Regions from separate parts of the Mus musculus genome. Here region 2 is linked to region 1. Evidence: chromatin contacts called from public HiChIP or PLAC-seq data. All regions are on one chromosome and are shown on one strand. Each heading gives the region's core, a stretch centred on a gene start, on an enhancer-like site or on the middle of the called end of the contact. The rest is flanking DNA. Distances are from core to core; before and after follow the strand shown.

Region 1 (5,715 bases), core at 1,082-3,581:
AAACACCTCTGTAAGGAATCAGCAAGGCTTAGCACATGATAAGAGAGGAAATTATCTTTCCAGGATGATAAGGAAGGGACGAAAGAGACCAGACTTCTAAATTCCAGCCAAACTCCACCCGACATCTCCACCCAAATTCAGTTCCATCTGAGTCCTCCCAGGAGGCTGACAGCCCAGAGCGCAGAGGGCGGGGAAGGCGTCCATCCCTCTGGCACAACCATCAAGGCCCCAAGATTCCAGCCGTAGCTGAACTTGAGTCCCCGCTCTGTGCTTTGGCTCAGTATGGGGATAATAATGAAGACTTCCCACAGAAGCGATCCATAAGCAAACAGAGGCAAGGTCTTCCCAAGCCCCAGCTGTACAATGTGGACGCTCAGCTGGCCCCCTGATGATACCTCTGGCGACGGTGCGACCAAGGCAAACACATTTTCTGCAGCCATCTCATACCCAGCTGGGTATTTACTGAGTCCTTATCATGTCCTGACACTATCCACACAACTCTATGAGGCAGATACGCTTTTCTCTTACTCTGTAGATGAGAACACGGAGGGTTAAACAGCTTGCAAGAGGTCCCATGACCAACAAGTGGTATCTCTAGGAATCCTCTCGGGCCACTGATGCTGGCTGCTTTACACATACTCTCATCCGGCAAGATCAACTGCTAGACAAACCTCTGACCTCAATACAGAACAGACACACCTTCTGGTCGGCTAAGCACAGAAAACACAGCGTCAGACAGGCACACACACACACACACACACACACACACACACACACACCCCTTTTGGTCTCCATCCACTAGGCAGGTTTATAAGGACTCAGCTGTTTTCCTGCAGTACATAAATTCCATTTTACGTACTGCATTTCACGCCGCGGGAGTGAAGTGGACCTTGGTTTGGCCCAGCCTCTGCATCTGTTACCCATGAAGTCAAACTTACTTAACAGACACACAGCCCCCTCCCCAAGGGGCACAGAACACACCAGTCTACACATTATGAAAGCTCCTGCTTTGTTATGCATATTCGCAAAGACCAACAAATGTATTTTCAGATTAAAGAAGAAATTTGCATATATAAATTCAGATGACAGTATTTATAGCAAAATTACATAAGTCCTGGCTCCCTTATTTAGCCCCAGAACCAATTCGTTATCGGTCACACATTCAGAATTCTCCCTCCCTCCAACAGCCCTGGGCCCTCCTCCACCTCCTCCCTCTCTTCCCCTCCTCCCCTTCCAGTCGACCAGGGCCTCACATGCTGGCAAGAGGACACAGCTTCCTTCACCGTCACAGCCTAGCCTCCCAGACACACCCAAATCCAGCCTTAGACACCAAGAGTGCAGACAACCCCCAAAAGGCCTCCCTCCGCATGCTATAGCCTGGCTCAAGTCCACAGACACCCCCCTTAGGACCACCAAGGGGCGTCAGCCTAGAGAGAGGCAGGTCCAGACTGGGGCCCAAACAAACACTCAATGGTTTGGATCTGGAATCACTTCAGCTCCTGGGAATGGCTGCCGCAGAGCCAGAGCCAACCACTGAGGCCCTGGACCTGTCTGGAGTCGCACCCAGGATCCAGGTTCCCGGGAGGGCAGTGGAGGAGATGAGCAGCGAGCCTGGGTTCTTCCAACCCAAAGTCTGCAACTCCCCTGAGCTCTTTCTGGAATGTGTGTGTGTGCTGGGGGGTAGAAAAATCCCTGGATCCCTGGGGCTCCATCCTCACTCTTTGCACCCAGATAACAGCACCTGCGCGGCAAAGGCAAGTACCCAGAGGTGCAGGAACACCCTGGGAGAGAAGAGTCGGGGGCGTCCGGGATCCTCCCCTCTGGACACGAGTCTTGTCTTCACACCTGCCCCGATCAGCCCAGATCTTGGCTTCTTCCCGCGAAAGAGCTCACATCGCGCGAAGCCCAACACTCTGAGACACCCTCCCGGGGTTAGCTCCCGGGTCCCGGGGTTCGAGGCCCCGCCGCGCGGTGCTGACAGCCCGCCTCGCGCCCCCTCCCGTGCCCCTGCGCGCCACAGGCCTCACCGAGACGCGTTCCAAGTCGGTGGCCGCCATGGCGAGCTGCGCACCGGGCGGGCGGGTTGCGGGGAACGCCGGGGCCGCGGCGGGGATGAGCCGGCTGCGGGACGCGCTCCGCCCGGGCGGCTGCGGCTGAATGGATCCAATATGGCCACTTCCTGGAAACTCCCCTTGGCGGCGGCGGCGGCGGGAGAAGCCGCGGAGCCGGCCCCGCCCCCGCCCGCGGGACCGGCCTCCCTACCCGGCTCGGCCCCAGCACAGCGCACTCCCCGCGGCTGGGACCGACGGGGGTCTCCGCGGCTTGGCAGGAGGTACTAGCTGCGGGTGCTGCTGGGACTTGTAGTCTGTGAGGTGGGGGGCCCGGACTGCCACGTCTGGGGGACCCGGGCCTCTCCGAGGCCTGCTGAGTGTCCCTTGGAAGCCAGATTAGTGCATAGCACAGAGGGGTGCTACGTGTGCCCTGGGAGTTCTGCCTCCAAGCTGACTGTCTCTACAGGAACCTGCAAACGCACTGGGACCACCGATCGGATGGTTCATGCGCTGCAGGTCCGAGAGAGATCCCTCAGCCTCTTCTGCCTGTGCCATAGGTCCCACCTGATGCTCTAAGCTGGAGCTAGGGCGGGAGCCCTGGGCTGGACCGGTGCATCCTGCCAGGCAGCCTTTGGCTCCTTGCGCAATGATGAACCGGAGAAAGATGCAGTTTGGGAAGCGGACTCGACATCTATGCGCAGCATACTGCTAGTGATCCTCACCCTGCTTGTCCCACGAGTTTGGAGTTATGGCATTATGCAGAGAGGAACTTGGTTCTCACAGTACGCACATCTTCGCCAACCATACCACTCAAAAAAAAACCTACACAAACGTCTCAAGAGGCTCCGTAAACTTTTTCAGTGACTACAAGATCTAGCTCGCCCCGTCTTCTTTTCCCTGCCTTTCCCTAAGGTCTCCCTGATAGTAAGGCAAACTTTGCCTCTGTCCCTCCACTACCCACGAATGTGCATCCCACCCCCAATATCTTCTTGAGAAACAACCCTGTCCTCCCCTCAGTGGAAACGTATGCCTGCTGGAGGTATCTGGAGACCACATCTGGACTTGGCACACCCCGTGCTGTGGAACACTTCCTGTCCCCTCCATAGAGTCAGTCTCTCTCTCTCTCTCTCTCTCTCTCTCTCTCTCTCTCTCTCTCTCTGAAGAGAGAAGAAGCTTTTCCCTTCTTTCTTTACAAACCATGTCTTGTCTCCAAGGTACCCAGCTGAAGTATCTTGGAGTTCTTAACAGTGTTTTTATTTTGTTGGATGCTCCACCGTGCTGTTGTTCCTTGTACGTTCTCTGACAAGAAATGTGGCCCCGTGCAGCTCAGTTTGGTAGAGTGCTTGCTCGCTAGCGTGCAGGAAGCCCTGAGTTCTGTCCCCAGCACTGCATAAGCCAGATGTGAGGGGCACATTTATAATCCTAGTATTTGGAAGTTAGAGGCAGGACAGTTCAGAGTTCTAGTCATCCTCCATTATAAAACAAAATGGAGGCCAGTCTGGTGACCCCCCCCCAAAGAAAGAAACAAGACACCCCCCAAACAAACAAGCAAACAAACACCTGGGGTCACAGCACAGTGGTTAGAGTGGGGAGGTGGATTAGTGATGAACTTTCCTGTTTGAATCACATCCCACACCCAGCTTCTTAACCTTACTATGAAAGCTACTCTTCTGATGGCGTGTATCCATGAGCCAGCAAGGTGGCTCAGCGGGTAAAGTTGCTTGCCACCCAATCTGATGGCCTGAGTTCAATCCCTGGGATCTACACAATGGAGAGAACTGGGTCCCTCAAGTCTCTGAAAATGAAGAAAAACAAGCAAGGGGCTTTAAATTGTGATTGGAACCCATTGTTTGCTAGTGTCTCCTCTAGCCCTAATGTCTGACCCCGGGAGTGCATGGGAGAGCATGCGGAGTGCATGGGGAGAGCATGCGGGGTTGAGGATTCCATCATCTGAAACAGTTGCTGCAAGGAAACATGCAAGTTTCTCCTCGCTGCCTTTTTCTTTCTCACTCCTCCTTGGCCTTAGACTACCTTCTAAATGGCCTTTCATTTCCACTCGAGTGTTATTTCAAAACATCCACTTAGTTTGGTGTGGTGGCACTCACCTTTAATCCCAACCAGACAGATCCTGTCTCAAATAAAAAAGAGGAAGGATGGAGAGACGGCTCAGCAGTCTTTTAGAAGACCCATAGTTTCCAACATCCAAATCGTGGGGCAGCTTACAACAGCATGTCACTCCAGATGCAGGGGTGTCTGATGCCTCTGGCCTCCTTGGGCACACACACACACACACACACACACACACACACACACACACACCAGGGAGACTGGTGACTTCCCTCTCTTGAGAAGTGTCCACTCTCCTAGGAAAACTTTCTCCTCATCTCCAAGCCTCTGATTTTCATATTATGTGAGTTACTCTGTCCACGCAGCTGTGGGTTTGCACTTCTGAAGGAGTAAGGATAGTCTGTGGGGGCTGCAAGGTGAGTAGACTGATCTTTTCACATGTAGGATTTTCTGCAGCAGTATTCCATGTGGTCCTTATACACACCCAGGGGTACAGCTAGGGTAGGCTGAGTCCCAAAGTCACATGATCAAAGGCGAAGAAGTCCCGGAGGAAGTCCTCAGAGCCTCAGAGCTTTTGGTTGCCTGATGAACATTGTCTCAGAGAAAGCAAACTATATACCACTCTCTACCCCACCCTGCCCTGACCCCAATCCCTCCCCACCTCATATGCAAAGCCAGTAGGAATCTAAACAAGGCAGCCCTCACTGCAGGAAACAGGGCCTTCCTGGCCTCTTGCTTCTCTTGTGTCTGTTGATAGTTTGTCATTTCTTTTGTTGCACAGAGGTTCCAGTTTTTCATGGTTCTCCTGTTATTGTTGTTATGACTTTCATTTTTCTTCTTTAATAAAAAGCCTGGAATGTATCTCTGGAGGGGGTTGCCTGGCTCACAGGAACAAGGCCCCTGGGCTTGCTCCCTGGCACTGGTGGGGAGGGCTTGTAAAAGAAGTTCTTGATCTTTATCTCAAGTTCATAAAATGATCAAAGGGTGGGAGGCCGGGGTGTGGCTGAGTGGTAGGCCACTTGAGTGACAGGAGCACCGCCCTGTGTTCTATCCCCAGCACCAGGGACGACCAGCTGCACTCTAGTTACTGCTGAGCCCCGGACCTCGAGGTGTAGGTTTACTAACTCTGTTTTTTAAATTTCTGTTTGTATTTTATTTTCTTTCATTGTTTTAATTAAATATTTGGTGAGGTGGGCTGAGCCTAGGTCTCACCATGTTGTCCTGGCTTTTGTAGAATAAACTAGACTTAAAGTTGGTTGTGATCCTCCTGCCTCTGTCTTTTGCTTTTTTCTTTTTCTTTTTCTTTTAAAACTATTTATTTATTTATTTATTTATTTATATAATGTATATGAATACACTGTCACTGTCAGTGTTGTCAGACACACCAGAAGATCCTATTACAGATGTTTGTGAGCCACCATGTGGTCACTGGGAACTGAACTCAGGACCTCTGGGAAGAGCAGTCAGTGCTCCATCCCCTGCATCTGTTTCTTAAGTGCTTAGATTTCAGGGGCAACCATGGCTGCTGGCTTCAAACCCCACTCCCTGTGTGTGCGAGTGTGTGTTGGAGATGTATATGCACATGCATGTACAGGTA
Region 2 (5,715 bases), core at 1,609-4,108, 330 kb before region 1:
TGCATGCAGCAAGGGGACTGGAGCAGGGGGCACATTGCAGGGAAGCAGCCTTCCTAATCATCTCCCAGTCTTTTCCGGGTACTAGAGCTGGCTCTTCACTGAAGCGAAGGCTGCTCTCTGACACACAGCCTCATCATCTCCCACTGCTGCTATCCAGGTCTTAGGACCTGAGTTCGATCGCACATAAGAGAGAGAAGCAAATTCCACAAATTGTCCTCTGTCATTTGCTCATGCACACACCACTCGGTGGCTTAAAATAACACAGTCATTATTTAAGGGTTCTGGAAGAGTCTGGCAGTATCGAATTCTTTCAGGAACCCCTAAGGAGGAACTGTGATTAATACATTCACCTGAATGCTCTCTCCTTCTCAAGACACTCACTCACATCTGCATCACCCCCTTGTCTGTGTGCAGGAGCATATGACAGTCTCAGGAATTCAGACATCCACATCATTGGAGAGATGATTGCCTTTCAACTCACTACCTAGCATAATCTTTTAAAAACACACATCTGAGCACATTATTCCTCTCTGCCCAGGACCCTGAGAGTTGCTGTGGTTCACAGAGGATACGACTGTTTGGCATCAAGTGCACTGAAAGGCTGGCCACGCCCCTTCTTAGCCGCCTGCTGCCTCCACACCGCTTCCTGTCTGTGACCTAACCTGTACACAGAGCATGCTCCCTACTGCAGGTCTCCACCCCACCCAAGATGTCCTCACTCTACAGAGAGTAGCAAATATTCCTGTGGTAACACTCTAGGCGGCAGGGACCACAGTTACTATGTAAAGACTCCATAGGAGCTAAGAGCCTGGCTAAAGCTTGCCTATGATTGTATCCCTAGCAGGTGCCCGACATGCAGTTGCAAGCAAAACCTGACATGGTCAGGGAGCTCTTGAAGACAAAGGAATATACACGAGATTTGTTTGTTGATCTCGTTTTCTACCGCCTATACTTTGCTCGTGCTCAGCATGTGTGTCTGTGAGTGTGCATGTGCACATGTGTATTATGGATGTGTGTGTGTGTGTGTGTGTGTGTGTGTGTGCATATACAAGGCATGGTGAATGTGTGAAGATCAAAGGACAAGTTCAGCCTATGGTCCTCACCTTCCACTTTGCTGGAAGCAGAGTCTGGGTTGGTTGCCTCTGTGCTGTGCCCTCCTGGCTAAGTGGCCTGTGAGCTTCTGGTGATTCTCCTGTCTCATCTCCTGCTTCCCCATAGGAGCGTTTGGAGTATAGATGCATGCACCACTGCACCTGGCTTTACATGAGTTCTGGGGAATCGAACTCAGGTCTTGATGCTTGCTTGTTTGCTTGCTTGCTTGCTTGCTTGCTTGCTTGCTTGCTTGCTCCTGTGCAGGTACTTACCCACTGAGCCATTGTGTAGCTCCTGCTCCGCATTTACCATCTTTCCTGTGTTACCTCTAGTAGTAGAGTGGAAGCCCTGAGAGGAGAAATTTATCTTGTGTGTATGCATCTCTCACCCCAAATACCAGGGCGGTGCTGTATTCGTGAAGATGTGGGAACAGCCTCCAGGGTACTCAGCATCTCCAGGTTTCCATTTCTCACCAACCTCTTTGAAATCAGCTGATATCCCCATTCTTCATTTTAATCACCCAGCCTAATTTTGACATTAGGCTGACTGGTGGAGACCTTTTAAAAAACATTCACCTGTTGCTCTGAGGATTCAATAAATGAATAAAAGCCAAGCATGTGGTCTACAGCTGCGTGTGGGTTAGCTGCTGTCATTAAGAAATGTCTGTGGGTTGGTGTGTTAATCTTAGCTCTTGGAGGGCTAAGGCAGGTAGATCTCTGAGTTGGAGGCCAGCCTGGTCTATACAGTGAGTTCTGTGATAGCCAGGCTATGTAGAAAGACTTATCTTGGGGTTAGGGGGAGAAAAATAAAAGAAAGAAAAATTGGATGGGACTGGCAAGCTTGCTCAGTGGGGTAAAGGCACTTCTCTTCTACCCTGATAATCTGAGTTCAATCCCCAAGACCCACAGAGTAGAAGGAAAGACCAAATTCCTGAAAGTTGTCCTCTGACTTCCACACACACGCTGTAGAGCATACATGCCAACACACACACTCCCCTCCCAAGTCGACGAATACATACATGTAATATTTTTTTAATGTTTATACTTGCCAGATGTTGCGGCACTTACCCCCAGTCTCAGCACTTCGTAGGATGAGGCAGGGGGATCACAGGTTTCAGGCCAGCTTTGATATCAAGGTCTAAAAAATAAAATTTAAACAGCAGCTAGGTGTGGTGGCCTGTGCCTTTTAATCTCTGGAGGCAGAGACATCCAGATCTCTGTGGGTTTGAGGCCAGCCTGGTCCACAAAGCAAGTTCCAGGCCAACCAGCGCTACACAGCCCAGTCTCAAAATAAAAATAAAATAAAATAAAATAAAATAAAATAAAATAAAATAAAATAGAAAGGGCAGGGAGGTAGGGAGGGCCAGAAGAGCTTGCTTTGGTGGGTGGCTTTAGCTGAGTGCTCTGGGTCAGTCTTAAGTGTTTCTATGTCTGGCCTGCAGGTGGCAGCATGCCCCGGGCCTCCTTGTGATGTCAGGAGGCTGGACAGCCAAGAAAGAAGAAAATGGACTCCCTCCTTCTGAAGACTTGCCTGGAAGCCAGCCCCGAGTGAGTGTGAGCTTTTGCAGCCTCCTGCGTTAGATTGTAGGCGCTGATGTGAACCACATGTGTTCTGTGTTGGAGTTGTTAGTTGATATTCACAATTCGTCTACAAAACCATAATCTGTGAAACCAGCTATCTTTTTAATGTTGCAGGGAATGAAGGACTCCGGGTGGGAGTGGGGAAAGTGCACCCCAGTAGCTCAGCAGGTGTGTGGTATGTTGGAGTGTGAGGTATCTGTGCTAGGCTCTTTAGTCGCTCTCACAGCTGCTCTGTAGTGCTTCAGGGTCCACTGGGGACTTATCCTGGCTCACCAGATCCCGATTTCTGTCAGCCCTAAGGCCAGACTACTCCCTTGATCACCCCACCCACAACCCATTAGTTTAATAGCTTACTTACCCTAAGACCTTATTTGTGCTTCAGTCCTTTGAGGGGCTGGAGAGACCTCAGGGGCTGCGAATGCTTGCGGGTGGAGAACACATCCTTTTCTTTCTAGAGGACATGAGTTCCGTTCCTAGCTCATAACCCACCCCTGGAACTCCAGCTCCAGAGACTGATGTGTTCCTCGGGCCTCTCATGGCACACACACACACAGCTGTGCACATGCACAGGCACAAAAAATAACGCTTTAAAGAAAACTCAGTGGACTTGAATGGGCTGGTGGTCTATTTTTTTTTAATCCCATTTTGTTAGTGTTTCTACCAAATGTTGTATTGTTGTTGAGATTACCTCTGCCTTTTCATGCCAAAGTCACTGCACCCCTCCTTCCTTCTACCCGCCCTCCCTGAATTTCACCTGCTGGGCTTGGTGTGATGACTGTCCCTCAGCTGCGATCCCTTTAAGTCCCCACCTGAGAAGGTTCCTGTGACATCAGCAGCAACCTTGGTGGTCCCTGTTGCTCAGCCCCAACCTGGGTCAGCTTTGCTCCACACTGTCTTCATCCTATGGAATTCCAGACACTCAGCTGGAATGTTGGATCTTAATTTTACCAAACACCCTGCTTAAGAGAGAGGTTTTGCTGGGCGGTGGTGCTGCACGCCTTTAATCCCAGCACTTGGGAGGCAGAGGCAGGTGGATTTCTGAGTTCGAGGCCAGTCTGGTCTACAGAGTGAGTTCCAGGACAGCCAGGGCTATACTGAGAAACCCTGTCTTGAAAAACAAAAAACAAACAAACAAAAAAAGAGTGAGGTTTTTATGGTTGGAAGAAAGAGGTATTTTGTAAATCAAGTTTGCTTTTTGTCTTTTGCCTAAAATTACTAATTTTTAAAAAGTATTTAAATTTGGGCCTGGGCATAATAGTTCATATCTTTAGTTCTAGGGCTGCAGGCTGATCTCTATGGGTTTGAGGAAACCTTGATCTACATAGTAAGTTCCCAGACAGCCAGGGCTACGTAGTGAGACTCTCCAAGTATGATCGCTGTCTTCAAACACTCCAGAAGAGGGCATGGGATCCCATTACAGATGGGTATGAGCCCCATGTGGGGGCTGGAATTGAACTCAGGACCTCTGGAAGAGCAGTCAGTGCTCTTAACCGCTGAGCCATCTCTCCTGCCTTCCAAAACAACTTTTTAATTGATGTATTTTGTTTACAATCCAGTTTCTTTCTCCCTCTCCTGCTCCCTCCTACCTTCACCCCTCCTTCCTCGCTTTGTTTTTTTTTTTGTTTTGTTTTTGTTTTTGTTTTTTTTGAAACAGAGTTTCAACAGTAGCCCTGGCTGTCTGAGAACTCACTCTGTAGACCAGGCTGGCTTCCAACTTATAGATCTGCCTGCCTCTGCCTCCTAAGTGGTGGGCTTGAAGATGGGCACCATGCAGTTTAGTTCCTTTCTCTTCTCTCTCTTAAATTGTCTTCATTTGTTTGCTGTTTCATTTTGGCTATCTGTGGCAGTGGGTTTATTCTCAAGCACAGTCAATAGCCTAGAGAAAGAATTACTACCAGGAGGAGGGGGATGGACGTGGGGTGGCTCAGCAGGCGAAGGTGCTTGCCGCCAAGTCCAGAGACCTGAGTTCAGTCCACAAGACCCACATGGCAGAGAGAGAGAACCAACTCCCACAAGATGTTCTCTGATGTCCATTGTGGTGCTTACAAGTGCACACAGACAGGCACACAAAATAAAATGGAACTTCAAACATGTTTTTTTTTTTTTTTAAAGATTTATTTATTTATTATATGTAAGTACACTGTAGCTGTCTTCAGACACTCCAGAAGAGGGCGTCAGATCTCGTTACGGATGGTTGTGAGCCACCATGTGGTTGCTGGGATTTGAACTCTGGACCTTCAGAAGAGCAGTCGGGTGCTCTTACCCACTGAGCCATCTCACCAGCCCCCAAACATGTTTTTAAACAGCTAATATTAGGGCTGGAGATGTAGCTCAGTGGTAGAAAAAAAAACAACGGCTGGTGGTGGTGGTGATGTTATTCTTTAGTTAGAAATACAGAAGTCAGGGCTAGGGGTGTCACCCAGGGAACTGGCCTACCCTGAGTTTCATTCCCAGCACCTAAAAAAAATGAGAGAGAGAGAGAGAGAGAGAGAGAGAGAGAGAGAGAGAACGAACTGTGACTTACAGAACAAGTTAGGATGCCCCAAGACCCCTGGTTTCTTACCCCTTTGGCCTCCAGTGGATGGGAGATGAACCACATTTGTCTTCATACTGACCAGAAAAACAAAGTGAAATTAACGAGAAACAAAAACATAATCTTCAAACTATACCTGACTTTAAACTTACTATCCTTTATTCAACTGTCTGTCCCGTTTCTTTTAACCCAAATTGTTGAAACACCCTGGCCAAACTTCCCTGATCTGCATGATTCAGATTTTACTGGTTAAGGGTTGAAGTCGCATCACAAGAGCCAGAATGCTTGCCTAGGATGTCCAAGTCTGCATGCTTCGGCCCCAGCACCACAAAGTTAACAAACAAATTACCAGTTAGAGGACAGATGGTGCAGCTAGCTGGTAAAATGTGTCAGATTCCATTCTGCAAACTGGAAAGGGTTGTTGGTGGTGGTGGTTTGGTTTTGAGACAGGGTTTCGTCTCCCTGGCTATCCTGGAACTCCCTTTGTAGACCAGGATGGCATCAAACTCA

What was found. HiChIP or PLAC-seq counts read pairs in DNA pulled down with a chosen protein or histone mark.
Region 2: an H3K27ac HiChIP or PLAC-seq map of embryonic stem cells shows a contact between it and region 1, with 3 times the contacts expected there. The contact joins the enhancer-like site here to the promoter of Septin8 in region 1. A contact is called at or near these places in 2 of 39 promoter capture datasets (the HPC-7 cell line and embryonic stem cells), 1 of 484 Hi-C or Micro-C datasets (CD8 T cells), 5 of 115 datasets of contacts at active chromatin or transcription factors (astrocytes, embryonic stem cells, epiblast stem cells and 1 more) and 1 of 9 other capture datasets (embryonic stem cells).

What each region holds. Positions count from the first base shown.
Region 1 is chr11:53,516,352-53,522,066 of GRCm38.p6, reverse strand. It overlaps Septin8 (septin 8), which reads right to left and starts at 2,331. Exons shown (of 10, transcript NM_001347496.1): 1 at 2,028-2,331. The coding sequence starts at 2,057.
Region 2 is chr11:53,846,929-53,852,643 of GRCm38.p6, reverse strand. It overlaps Gm12216 (predicted gene 12216), which reads left to right. Exons shown (of 4, transcript NR_033332.1): 2 at 2,534-2,639. It overlaps Gm30785 (a long non-coding RNA gene), which reads right to left. Exons shown (of 3, transcript XR_879845.2): 3 at 4,940-5,282. Among named protein-coding and RNA genes, the nearest start is that of Gm12216, 9.5 kb to the left of the region's middle. Within about 2 kb of position 2,858, at least 78 of the 459 cell types and tissues checked have an H3K27ac peak or open chromatin away from gene starts, as enhancers often do. A contact at or near this core is called in CD8 T cells, the HPC-7 cell line, embryonic stem cells and 1 more, where this site is marked.